Linked DNA regions of Mus musculus: all the other regions are linked to region 1. The links are chromatin contacts, called in public HiChIP or PLAC-seq maps. All regions are on one chromosome and are shown on one strand. Each heading gives the region's core, a stretch centred on a gene start, on an enhancer-like site or on the middle of the called end of the contact. The rest is flanking DNA. Distances are from core to core; before and after follow the strand shown.

Region 1 (3,591 bases), core at 599-3,098:
TCTGTAGCTCAAGGGCCCCAGGGCCAGAAGAGAGGCTTGAAGTTCATTAACTCATTGTGAGCCAGAGAGAAAAGAAGAGGAAGAAAGGGAGGATTCAGCACACACATAGACACACACACACACACACACACACACACACATACACACGGGTCAGGCCCAACACCTGTCTCAACAATTCCACAAATGTTCATGCATACTTACATACATACACATATAACTACACAGATATGTATGTAAATACAGACATATACATTTGGTGGATAGGGCTGAGTTCCGAATGCCACACTTTATTTATTTTCAGCCTTCGTATACCTTTTTAGACAAAAGTTCCTTATAAACTTACCTTATAGATGAAATGTTACACAAAAGGGGAGTTACAGAAAGATGTGGATAGTAAGCTCAAAGCAGTGTTTCATTCTATAAGCTCATTATAAGTTCAAAGCAACAGTTTCACATGACCTTGCTTTTTCATAGTGCACACCTGTAGCCTCATCCTTGGACCTGACCTAGAATGAATGATTTTTCCTTGATCACAAATCTGTCCCAAGACTATTATTTCCCCTTTTAGTGTAATTGTGAAAGCTCATTATATTCCTTATTATGCAGCCTTTACTTTCTATTCTGTGAGGAGGGGGCACATTCTAATCTTGATTCTAACTTTTTATTTTTCTGAGACAGGGTTTCTCTGTATAGCCCTGGCTGTCCTGGAACTCACTTTGTAGACCAGACTGGCCTTGACCTCAGAAATCCGCCTGCCTCTGCCTCCCGAATGCTGGGATTTAAAGGCATGTGCCACCAGGCCTGGCTTGATTCTAACTTTTATTAAGTCTCTTTGGCAAAACAACTAAAATCATCTCCTTAAACTCTTTTCTTAAAATTATTTGAATCAAATCAGGAATGTTATAAAGTCATTAGTTAATCTAAAATGCACTAATTCGTGAAAGTTCATCTTCATGTTGATCTGAAGGAAATTTGCCTAATATGGTGGGCTGATGCCCAGGAATCATTAGGCTATGTAATAGTGACAGGAAAGGCACATCAGCAGCAAGAAGCAATCCTGGGACAAAGTCTCTAAGAATCCTGCGTTCTCAGAGCTCACCCATTGTAGCCATGCAAAACAGTGAGCTATCTCCAGAAAATGTACTTGCTTACCATAGCCTTTCTAAGATGTCACCTGACAGGTACGCACAGCCCACTGGATCATGGGAGGATGAGGCTGGAGGTTCCATACCTGCACCATCATAAGCTGTCCAGGTAGCCCCCAGTAGCCAAGTTTTTCAAAGGTTCCTCTGTGCCTGAACCAGGCACAAGCACCAAACACTCCTTCCTAGGTCACAAGTAATCATTAAAACATTTCTCAGAAGCCAACATTGAGTATCAAGCAGAGAAGAGAGGGAGAGTAATAGGCCACAGCTAAGTTTATGGGGGACTGAGGCCTGGGAGAGACCAGCAGGGTGGCCCTCTCCAAGGAGCTCCAGTCTGGGGAGACAAGAACAGCAAAGAGTCAGGATGTTTGTAGCCTAGGCATCTTTCTCTCTCCTCCACTCTCTGGTGTTTAGTAATCAGGGCCAGAAAGGAAGCAGGGAGAACAATCTAGCATTCTGATTACAACTATCAAATCACTACCCAGGTTGTCTCTGTTATTCTTAAAGTCAGTGTGGCCCACTGAGCCCATGATTTTCACGGGAGCACTGCCAGTGTGGGTTGAGATAGGGCCTGAGATCAGGTCAATGGCCTGGCAAGGGTGTATTAACCAACTCTTGCCCACTTGTTACCTGGGACTCAAGGCCAATCACCCTAATCTCCATTTACTGACACTTAAGGGACTTGCATATTTGCTCTCCTGCCACTAGGTGGCGCACACTGCGACCGGGAATTCAAAATAAGATATTAACCATGGTAGTAAACAGTCCCCTGTCTCTGTGCGTTCATTCTGATAATAAAATCAGTAAATCTCCAGTTCATTCCCTATTTCAATCCCAGCTTGCGCCGTGTGCAAGCACACGGCTGAAATGCCTGCCTTTCGGAGGATTCATAATGGCTTTGCTAATCATGCAAGCCCAGTGTCTCCAGCATGTTGGGAGGGGGCTTTTTTGCATGCATGATCGGACTTGAACTCACCGAGCCATGCACGCAGAGTCTTGTCCTAACGGCCCCCTTGCATCCCCTGTAAATGAAAACAGCGCACATGAGCCTCTGAGACAGGGCAGTATTTTAAGGTACTCAACAAGCGACAGGCATGCCCCCAGTTCAGGCTCCTTGGGACCTGACGCTGTGACAGCTGAAAGGCCAAGGCTGTTGGGCTTGAATCACAGGCACAGCTTTGCTGTGATTGGCACACCCTGTGGGAGTCTAGACTGTTCATACTAAAAAGAATCAGACTATCTGGCTCTTTGTGCAAAACCAGCACATCCCAAGTCACCCTCCAGGAAGAGGAGTGTGTGAGGATGTGAGTGAGGACTGGGCTAGTAATTTGGTGGGTTGAGGCTGGCGAGATGAACTGAAAACCCACTTGTCTGAGATTATTTTCATTTGCCTCCTGGTGTTAGAACTCAGGCTGAAAAGAGCTGGTTCCTTTTAATAGTAAAGGATTTTCACCCAGCATGGATGGAGTTCAGTGCCTGTCTTCCGTAGGCAGGTAATGATATACTGCAGAATTCATTGTTTTCTGATGAGAACTCCAAAATACACACATTTCTATTTCGTGAAATCAGCGTTAAGGCCCACCATGCGTTAGCTCAGAGAGGAAGTGTCCATCAGCACACTGATGTTGGGACTACTTCTCAGCTAACAAGTGGGGCTGGGGTGATCCATTGTGTGACAGTAATTAAACAGATCAGGTGAAAGTTATGACTCTTACATTCAAAACCCTGCTATTTGTGTTACTTACACTTAACTGTAGAGCTGGGAAGGAAATTAATTTTGTATAATTTTCGAAGACAATTCTAAGTGTCAGTGGAGATTTTCTGAAACTGTGAATGCCCCCCCCCCCAAAAACCCCTGAAATGAACTTTAGTCCAGTTCCCTGTGTCTGGCACTAAGGTGAGCCTGTTCTGTCTGTCTCCCTGGAACCATATGTCCTGAACCTCCCAGTGCTAGCCTCAGGTGCTTCCGGCAGCATGACCTACTACCTCAGAACACAAGGTGCCTAGTGAGTGCAAATTCTGCAAGGAAGCTCGCAGAGCAGACAGCAAAATCTCCACAGCCTCATTTCATCTGTGCCCCAAGCAGACTTCAGAAAGCAATAAAGACTGAATGTCTAAGGACTTAAAAGAAATACGCTGTTATCATCATCAATTTATGAAACTCCCACAAGGAAGCAGACATGTACAGAACACACAAACTGTACCCGTGGCCTGGAACAAAATGCTGAAACTGGATATTGCTTTTCTCAAGCCTTTTCTCTCCTCTCCCTCTTTAATTCTTTTTCCTCTTTCTCTTTTGCCATGGAGTTAAAGGGTCTTCCTGGCCATAAGCACTGGGAGGGGACTCTGAATGTAACAGTTCATGAGATGCTGAAGTGTGAGCCAGTGCCAAAAACCAGGAAAGGGTATGGGCTGCAGGAGAAAGGAAGAAAGGGGAGTAGGGGCT
Region 2 (4,066 bases), core at 769-3,268, 460 kb before region 1:
CCTAGAACACTTGTTCTTCCTGTCTCATTGTCCTGCTTCCTAGAATTACAGATGTATACCACCAAACACACAATAAGGTATCACATATCGGGGTCTGGAGAGATAGCTCAGATGTTAAAAACATTAGCTACTCATCTAGAGGACCAATGTTTGATTCTAGCACCCACATGTTGGCTTACTGTCTGTAACTTCAATCTCAGGACTTTGATGCATGCAGTGAACATAGATAAAATGCAAGCAAATCACTCATACACATGAAATAAAAATAAATTAGTTCCTTTAAAATAAACTAAAAACAATGCTAAATCCATTGTTAAAGAAAGTTAGAAAGTGCAGTGAGGGCACTGTGCCATGAAGGTCAAAGAGGTGGAAACAATGAGGATGGTTGAGAAAAATCTAAGCATCTTAGAGGCCTTCACATCTGATTAAAAAGGCATACAAGGCCAGCTGGGATTAAAATGATGCCAACATCTTTGTCTTTTCATGTACATGGAGAGTAAAATAAAATTAAATTACTTTTATAATCAAAGCACAAAACAAACTGCAAATATCTTAAAGATCTAAATGTGAGCAAATCCTTTAAAAACTAGTTATGTCTAATACAAAAGAAACAGCAAAATGTCACAATAGGACACCATTGTAACTATATCAACAAAAACAGAAATCTTCAAGATAAGAAATTTCTGTGCAACCAGAGACACCATAAACAAAATTAAGATACTCCACAAAATGAAGCATTATCGCACATGTAGCAAGCAAAACACTGACATTCAACTATAAGGAAACTCTTGCAAATCAATTTATAGAAACAAATGGAAAAATAAATGGAAGATGCAAAATAACAATTCTGAGATGAAATTCGAGGTAAAATGAATGTGGGAATGAACTCTGCCTACATGCCTGTAGTCAGAATGATTCAAGTAACACTACTATGACATATTCTTTACCACCACCCAACTAGCAGAGGTCTTTAAGTTAGAGGGTACCAAATGGCAGTAAGAAAGAGGAAAAATAAGAACTCTGAAATACTGCTGGTGAAAATACAAATTGTTACAGGTATTTTGAAGATCAAATTTGGCCATATCTAGTAAAATTCATGACTATGTCCTGGCAACCTGACAATTCCACATTAGTACAGAACTGGAAGAAGGTCTCTCTCATGTGCATGCATGCCAACAAGTGTCTGTGTTTAGGGTTTAGAAAGAACTATTAAAAAGAAAAGATTAAGAAGGTAAGAGAGAAGGAAGAAAGGAGGGAGAAGTATACTGGGGAGCAGGATCAGACAGCACAACAGGGTAAGACTTCAAGCCCAAGTGTTTCCAACACCTTGCTGTAGCTCCCAATTATTTCACATGGAGTTGGTTATCTGTGCACCAGCTGGTTCCTCAGGATGTAGCTTGTGACCCAAACTGTCATCCATACCAACTAGTGAAAAGATTTACCACAAAATCTGTTCCCTGGAAGCATGTTGACTACAGCATAAATGGCATTCTCCTCACAGTTCTCAAAGGGGAAAATAGAATTTTGCCAGCCACTTGGAAGATTATTGCCGGTCTAGAAAAGGTAACCAAGTGGCCTGTGATGGCTAGTTTATCCACAATATGTCACGGCATCCCAACTGCCTGTATGACATCTGCTTACACAATGGATCCTGTAGACAAACAAAAACTATTAGCAAGTGGGTACGGGGGCGGGGGGGGGGGCAAATACTTTCCATTGAGAGGCATTGAGAAGACATAACTCTAAGTCTTACAGTGAGAAAATCTGCTCTCACCCACAGCCGGGTGGAAAGGACCATCAACACTCATTTGGACTCTGAGTGCCCTGGCAGGAGAGACAGAAGGCCATCCTGTTAAATCATTTAATCAGCCAAGGTGGGCAGCTGCCTCACAGATAATGCTGGTGGGGGACAATGAAAGACAGATGATTTACCAATTAAATGCATCAGGCTTCCCAAACTCTGGGCCCAAGGACTGGAGTGCCATGTGTTTCTGCCAGACGCAGATCTGTCTTCATAAGCAAATTAGGCTTCAAGTTTGTAACTCATATGTCCAACCCCCTCCTTTACCTCCTCCCCCTATGCCCACACAAAGAGGATCGCATGTTAATGAACAAAGCTCAGACTTTTTCCATTTCTCTGCTTGTCAAAAATCTCTTTCACCTTCACGACCAGCAGTAAATCACACGTTCTGCTTGAGCAGGTGCTCAGGAAAAAAGAAAGAAAAACCACCAAATGGCTATCCTAGGAAAGAGGGCTTTTCAGAGGCTAGGCATTCAGTGTGCTGTAAAGCAGGAATGATAGCTTGCGTGCAAACAGTGAAGCTCATTCTGGCCATTCTTCCAGAAATGCAGCGTCTGGTGCAGACCAGGATTCAAAAGCAAGTCCAAGCACCAGCTCGTCAGGCAGAGCAAGGCTGACAGGAAGATCAGGAGCAGGAACAGCCAACATTTAGAGAGGAGCTCCCAATGGGTTTTGAGCTCCCACAAGCATTTATTATTCTTAACGTATTTGTGTTATGAGTATTTCACTTTATATTTTTAATATTACTTTCATTTGACAGATGGAGAATCAGAGAAGTTAAATGTTCTTCCTAAGTTCACACAAAGAAGACTTGTTATTAAAAATTGGAGGATTTTCAACTTATATATTATCTTTCCAAGATTTCTAATTCTGAAATTTTGTGAATATAGATAGAAACATCAGGAAACCATGGAGACGCTACTTGAGATGACTCAGTTTCTGTTATTAGAAAGAAAGATAAAAATTGGGTGTGGGAGATTAAATATCAAAAAATGAAAAAAAATACAAATAAATGAAAATAGAACCAGAAAATTTAAAGAGGAAAAAGTGAATAAAAAGAAATACTCAGAGATTTGGAGTAAGAATATTTTCTCACTCTAGTTTTGCTCAAAAAGACAAAACACAAGACACATACTATTTTGTCTAACTGACTGACTAACTAACCGACTGACTAATTAGTTGATTAACTAATGGATTGATTGATTGTAGAAAAGATATACAGTCATATAATGGAGTTCTGGACATTGAAATACCAGCTGATGAACCAGACAAAAGGAGATTCCTGCCTAGTTAATGTTCCCAAACATAGATGTATATGTAGAACTCTCAGCCAAGTAAGTCTTAGGAGTGATTGATCTCAAAGACACAGCATTCCCAATGAAAAATGGAATGAAGAGAGCTTACTCTTTAGTAGAGCTGGTAGGAGCCTTCTGTCCATCTCAGCATCTTGGCATGGTTTGGAATGACAGACACTGGGAAAGAAAGAGGCCACAGAGTGCTGTGCTGGGTCCCTCTCAGGGGTCTCCAGGGATGGTCTTGTCGAGATCTGCCTTAGGCATCTGAAAGGCTGTGTCCTGCAGGGAAGGATCCTGAACTTTATTATTCCATCACATCCATCCTCTAGAGATGCTGCTAGTATCTTTGTAACTACATGGCCCTGAAAACTGATGTGCATAATTTTATGTAACACTTCTTGTCATCTTCATCAGTTTTCTAAAGGACATTTTTTTTGAGTTAGGAAAAATATGGAAAACTTTATATTGTTTAGGTTCTAACTTGAAGACAAGAATTAAGGGTGGATCAAAAGACGTACAATAGTCTTCACATGCCCTGGCAGTAACAGACAAACCATTGATACTGTAATACATATGAGATTGCCTTTTAAGGGAATATTTTGAAAATAGCACAGAAGAAAGTTCTCCAGTATGTCTGAGCCAGTGAGCCTATGAGCAGAGCCCAGGCCATGAGAAGAAGCTGAGGTCTCTCTCATTAACTTCATGTGAGCTTTGTAAAGGAGGCACTTAAAAAAATAAACAAAGATGATATCAACATGATGGGGGAGGCGGTTCATTGGCATCTACTGTCTGGAACAGGGGAACAGGAGTCCCGCATCAGCCCTGTTTACCTTTTATACTGATATTTCTGCCAAAATTTGAGAGATTATTTGATGTTGTCAGAACAGAGGCTGGGAACACAGTGTTCTCCTGCTGTGCACAAAAGGTGGTATGGCTACCATGGGGTGCCTTAGAGTACAGTACAGGGTGT
Region 3 (3,915 bases), core at 223-2,722, 510 kb before region 1:
CTTATGAACCAGAGGCCATAATTTAAATGGATTTAAAATTTTAAAAATCAGAACTTACTGTTATTTTTCTCTCTTTACATTAGTGTTGCAATAATTTTACTCTTCCCTGGGGCAAGGTAAGCCCCTGGTCTAATGAGAGGGGGAGGCAAGGGGAATCTTGGGTGTCATCTTCAAAAACTAATGTGGCAATAAAAGAATGCAGAAGACAGTAGAAAGCAGGGGCGGCATTCCTTGGGCTTCTTACTCAGTCATTCAATAAATATTAGTTAAATACTTGCAGCATGCTGTCTGTGGAACTGCATAAACAGCAATAAACAAGGCAACAGGCAGGCTGCTGCTTTCACCGAGCTCTTACATCCTGTCTGGGGGTGACTGAACACAAAAACAAATGTATCAGGTAATTACACAGCAAGGACTAAGCAAAGAACTCAGCGTCACATAGCACAGGGAATAGGACAGGTAGAGACTAGAGACCGTATCTGCTGGGTAGGAAGAGTCTCTCTGAATTTAATTTCACAGCTCAGGAGCAGAAGTTCGGCTTGTTTACCTGACTGGAAGCTAAGAAGCTAAGAGTCCAGTACTCTTCCCTTCTACTACCCAACAATGGCTTCCTCTTGCTCTTGGGCTAATAGCTGCATTAAAATCTGAATGATGACAATGGGTCAATAGAGCAAAAGCCTGGGGAAGAGCATTCCAGAAGAATGCATTCCAGAGTATTTCCAATGGGCAAAGCCTGCTCTCGGTAAAGATAGGAGCAGGAGGAAAACGAAATGCGTGGAGCATCGCTTGTGAAAAAAAAAATTAAGGAGTTGGGAGAGGATTTGGAGACTTGCCATTATCTTAACAGTTTCAGTCTCAGCCCAAGAGCGAGAGGAAACCGTTGTTGGGTAGTAGAAGGGAAGAGTACTGGACTCTTAGCTTCTTAGCTTCCAGTCAGGTAAACAAGCCGAACTTCTGCTCCTGAGCTGTGAAATTAAAACAGTCTGCTTGCTCACTGAGTGACCTGTGAGTTAGAAGGAAGCATTCAGTTCAATCCCATCCTGTCTGCAGCTTGCAGAGGCTGGAGTAGAGGTTGGCCCAGCATTAGGCCCAGTGGTTCACAGAAGCAGCGTCCCTGCTCTCTGTGCTCTTGGCTCACCAGTGTTCATTCAACATGAGGAGGGATATGATCTCCTGAGGCACAGTGCCTGTAATGGTGACCAATTTCAACATCTATTTCTCTTCCTCCTTTCCCTCCATCTGAAGCACCTAGGGGGTGGGGGTATGCCCAGTGAAATTGGTCCTCTGGAGCCACTGGCAAAGATGGCCGGAAATCCAGTTATTTTCTCTAAGGGGATGTTTCCCAGGTGTGGAGGGGGCTCTCTTCCTTCTCTGTTGTTTCCTGAAAGCGTTTATCCTAGTGTAAGGCACATCCCTGGGAATCAAAGAACCTTTGTTGATTCAGAGACTGATTGATTCTGGGGGACTTGAGTACATTTGTAAATATCCTTTGAGGATGATGCATCCCACTGGAATAAAGCACCTCATGTTTTATTCAGTTCTTCCCCAATATGCAAATGTGCAGGTGCCCCGACGGCATATAGATAACATCATTACACACACTCACATTCGCACACCAAAGAAAAGGCTGCGCACACAGAACACACAATTAGACGGAGATTGCCTTTGAGAAATCTATCGGGTTAACATGAGGATGATTGGCTCTGTGGGCAGACGCTGACGTCCGCATCTGCAGAACAGTCTTCTCTGCATCCTCAGGAAACAGCAGTCTTTGCTGCTGCCACCGCTGGCGCAGCTAGATAGCCTGGGGCTGTAGGGACAAGGAGGCAAGCAAGCCATTTTCCATCTTAGTACCACACTTCTATACTGTGTGACCCTAAGCTAGTCAGAGGAACTTCATCTTCTAAAGTGAACCAAAACAAAAGCAAAACCACAGGGGTAACTTGATTTAGAATGAAATGTCCAACAAGATCATGAAATCATATAAATGGTAGTAAGGCAAAATGCCATAGGCCCTGAGACGCAGGCTGGTTTCGTGGGGCCCCTGGCAAACTACAGTGGCCCAACCCTGCAGGGATAAAAAAAAAAAAAATTACGACAGTGTTTGTAATGTGATGGAATCAGATCACTCGGTCCACTTCAAATCGCTATAAAAAGCATATAATTAACTTTCACTATTTTACATCCCCTTACTATTCAGCAAACAGCTGTTGCCAAAGTTCTGAGTGAATCTCGATTTCCTCATCTTATGCCTTTCCCCCCAATAATTGTATGCCCCTGTCTCTGTCATCTAGGAATACGCTGCCGCCTTTGAATACTGTTTATGAAGATGTGAGGAGTCACTTTCATTCTTCCTTGCTCTTTCCATTGTATTACATTCCGTCTGATCCTCTTTATTTATTCTCGTGTTTTTAAATATCAAGATCATGTGTAGATGCCCCAGACATGTGAAACAGAAAGTTCTCTTTAAAAGTTAAATTTTATGAAAATTAAAAATGTTACATAAAATTAAAAGAAATGTTTATTATTAAATATCACCAGCACACTTTAAAATCAAGAAATATTGAAGTAAAATGAACATTAAATGCATTTAGCTGAGGTGAATTCCCTTTTAATTTTTATCTTTGTTTTAATTATCATCTTGAAATATGTAAGTGATATATTCAACATTTAATGGTTAAAATATATTCAAAGTCTTCCCACTCTGGTCTCAGCTATATTCTTTAGCTGTGATGGACGTGTGGCCACTTCAGGAGAGTCTAGCACATGTGATGATAAGACCATGCATACATAAGAAGCATATGAGTTGTATGAGCATGGATATATCAGCTACTATTGCACACATGAAAAGTGCATTCAAAAGACCACTCTGCTTTTTATTCTTACTTTGTACTTTATGAACTTCTTATGAACCTTGTTCTTGTGTGCAGCCACATGATACTGTGTGGATGCCTCATAACCCGTGTAGGTAATTTCTTGCTGACAAACACAGGCTACCATTCTCCATCACAAACATTCTTCACTGAACTTCCCTGTGTATACATCTTTGTTCTCATGTGCAAGTCTGTCTTCAGAGTAATGAGTTTTCAGCAGTGACTAGCAGGTATACAAAATACATTACACACCAGCAGTGTCCACTCACAGATGGCTCCAGTTTCTACTGTCCCTCTTCACTGTCCTCAGCAGGACAATAGTGTCATCACTTTATCTGTGACACTTTGATAAAGATTCTGTCTTTATTATGTTTTCTTCACACTTGTCTATACCTTGAGTAAAGCTGAGCACCTCTTACGATTTTCACAGCCAGCTGCATTTCCTTTTCCTAGAACTGCCTGACTTGCAGATGACTTATCATCATCATCATTATTTTGATATTGGTTTGCATGAGTTCTTTCTGTATTATCAAAATTATCCTTCTGTTCATTAAAATGTTAAACTATAATCTCAAAATTTTACCTTAAATTTATCTTTAAAAATTTTGGTTTCCGTAAATGTCTTTCCTAATTTGCTGTCTTTTGTGGAGTCAGTATTTCCCTTTGCCGCTGACACTATGTGTGGTTAGTGGGGCCTTTGTTCTCTTGAGACTCTCATCTTGGTTTCTTTAAGTATTGATATGGTTTCATCTTTATCTTTACATCTTTTATCTGTTTATAATTTATTCTGACCTAAAAGTTTAAGTATGGATCCAACTTAAATTTTTCCCAGATGGTAACCCAATTTTTAAACAAAATTAATGAATAATCATCCCCTCTCACTGATATAAATGGAGAATTTATCATAAAGTCATATGAATATCTTGGCCTCTTTCTAAGCTTCTTTCTATCTCATTGACTGCCAGTTTACCCCAACACAGTAGCCAACAAGTTATTATTGAAGCCTGGTAATACATTTTAATATTTGGCAATGGCAGTGTTT

What was found. HiChIP or PLAC-seq counts read pairs in DNA pulled down with a chosen protein or histone mark.
Region 2: a contact with region 1 is called in an H3K4me3 HiChIP or PLAC-seq map of forebrain, with 5 times the contacts expected there. The contact joins two enhancer-like sites. A contact is called at or near these places in 6 of 484 Hi-C or Micro-C datasets (cerebellum, cortical neurons and uterus) and 4 of 115 datasets of contacts at active chromatin or transcription factors (differentiating embryonic stem cells, embryonic basal ganglia, embryonic forebrain and 1 more).
Region 3: an H3K4me3 HiChIP or PLAC-seq map of embryonic hindbrain shows a contact between it and region 1, with 10 times the contacts expected there. The contact joins two enhancer-like sites. A contact is called at or near these places in 1 of 39 promoter capture datasets (the 3T3-L1 cell line), 19 of 484 Hi-C or Micro-C datasets (the AML12 cell line, ECoMG-derived neutrophils, cochlea and 15 more), 5 of 115 datasets of contacts at active chromatin or transcription factors (embryonic basal ganglia, embryonic forebrain, embryonic hindbrain and 2 more) and 1 of 9 other capture datasets (embryonic stem cells).

Annotation. Positions count from the first base shown.
Region 1 is chr1:193,701,533-193,705,123 of GRCm38.p6, reverse strand. Gm31870 (a long non-coding RNA gene) reads right to left here. Exons shown (of 4, transcript XR_001779912.1): 3 at 2,122-2,167. Among named protein-coding and RNA genes, the nearest start is that of Gm31870, 48 kb to the right of the region's middle. Within about 2 kb of position 1,848, at least 10 of the 459 cell types and tissues checked have an H3K27ac peak or open chromatin away from gene starts, as enhancers often do. A contact at or near this core is called in forebrain, where this site is marked.
Region 2 is chr1:194,159,118-194,163,183 of GRCm38.p6, reverse strand. No RefSeq gene overlaps it. Among named protein-coding and RNA genes, the nearest start is that of 4930503O07Rik, 62 kb to the left of the region's middle. Within about 2 kb of position 2,018, at least 27 of the 459 cell types and tissues checked have an H3K27ac peak or open chromatin away from gene starts, as enhancers often do. A contact at or near this core is called in forebrain, where this site is marked.
Region 3 is chr1:194,206,053-194,209,967 of GRCm38.p6, reverse strand. No RefSeq gene overlaps it. Among named protein-coding and RNA genes, the nearest start is that of 4930503O07Rik, 15 kb to the left of the region's middle. Within about 2 kb of position 1,472, at least 24 of the 459 cell types and tissues checked have an H3K27ac peak or open chromatin away from gene starts, as enhancers often do.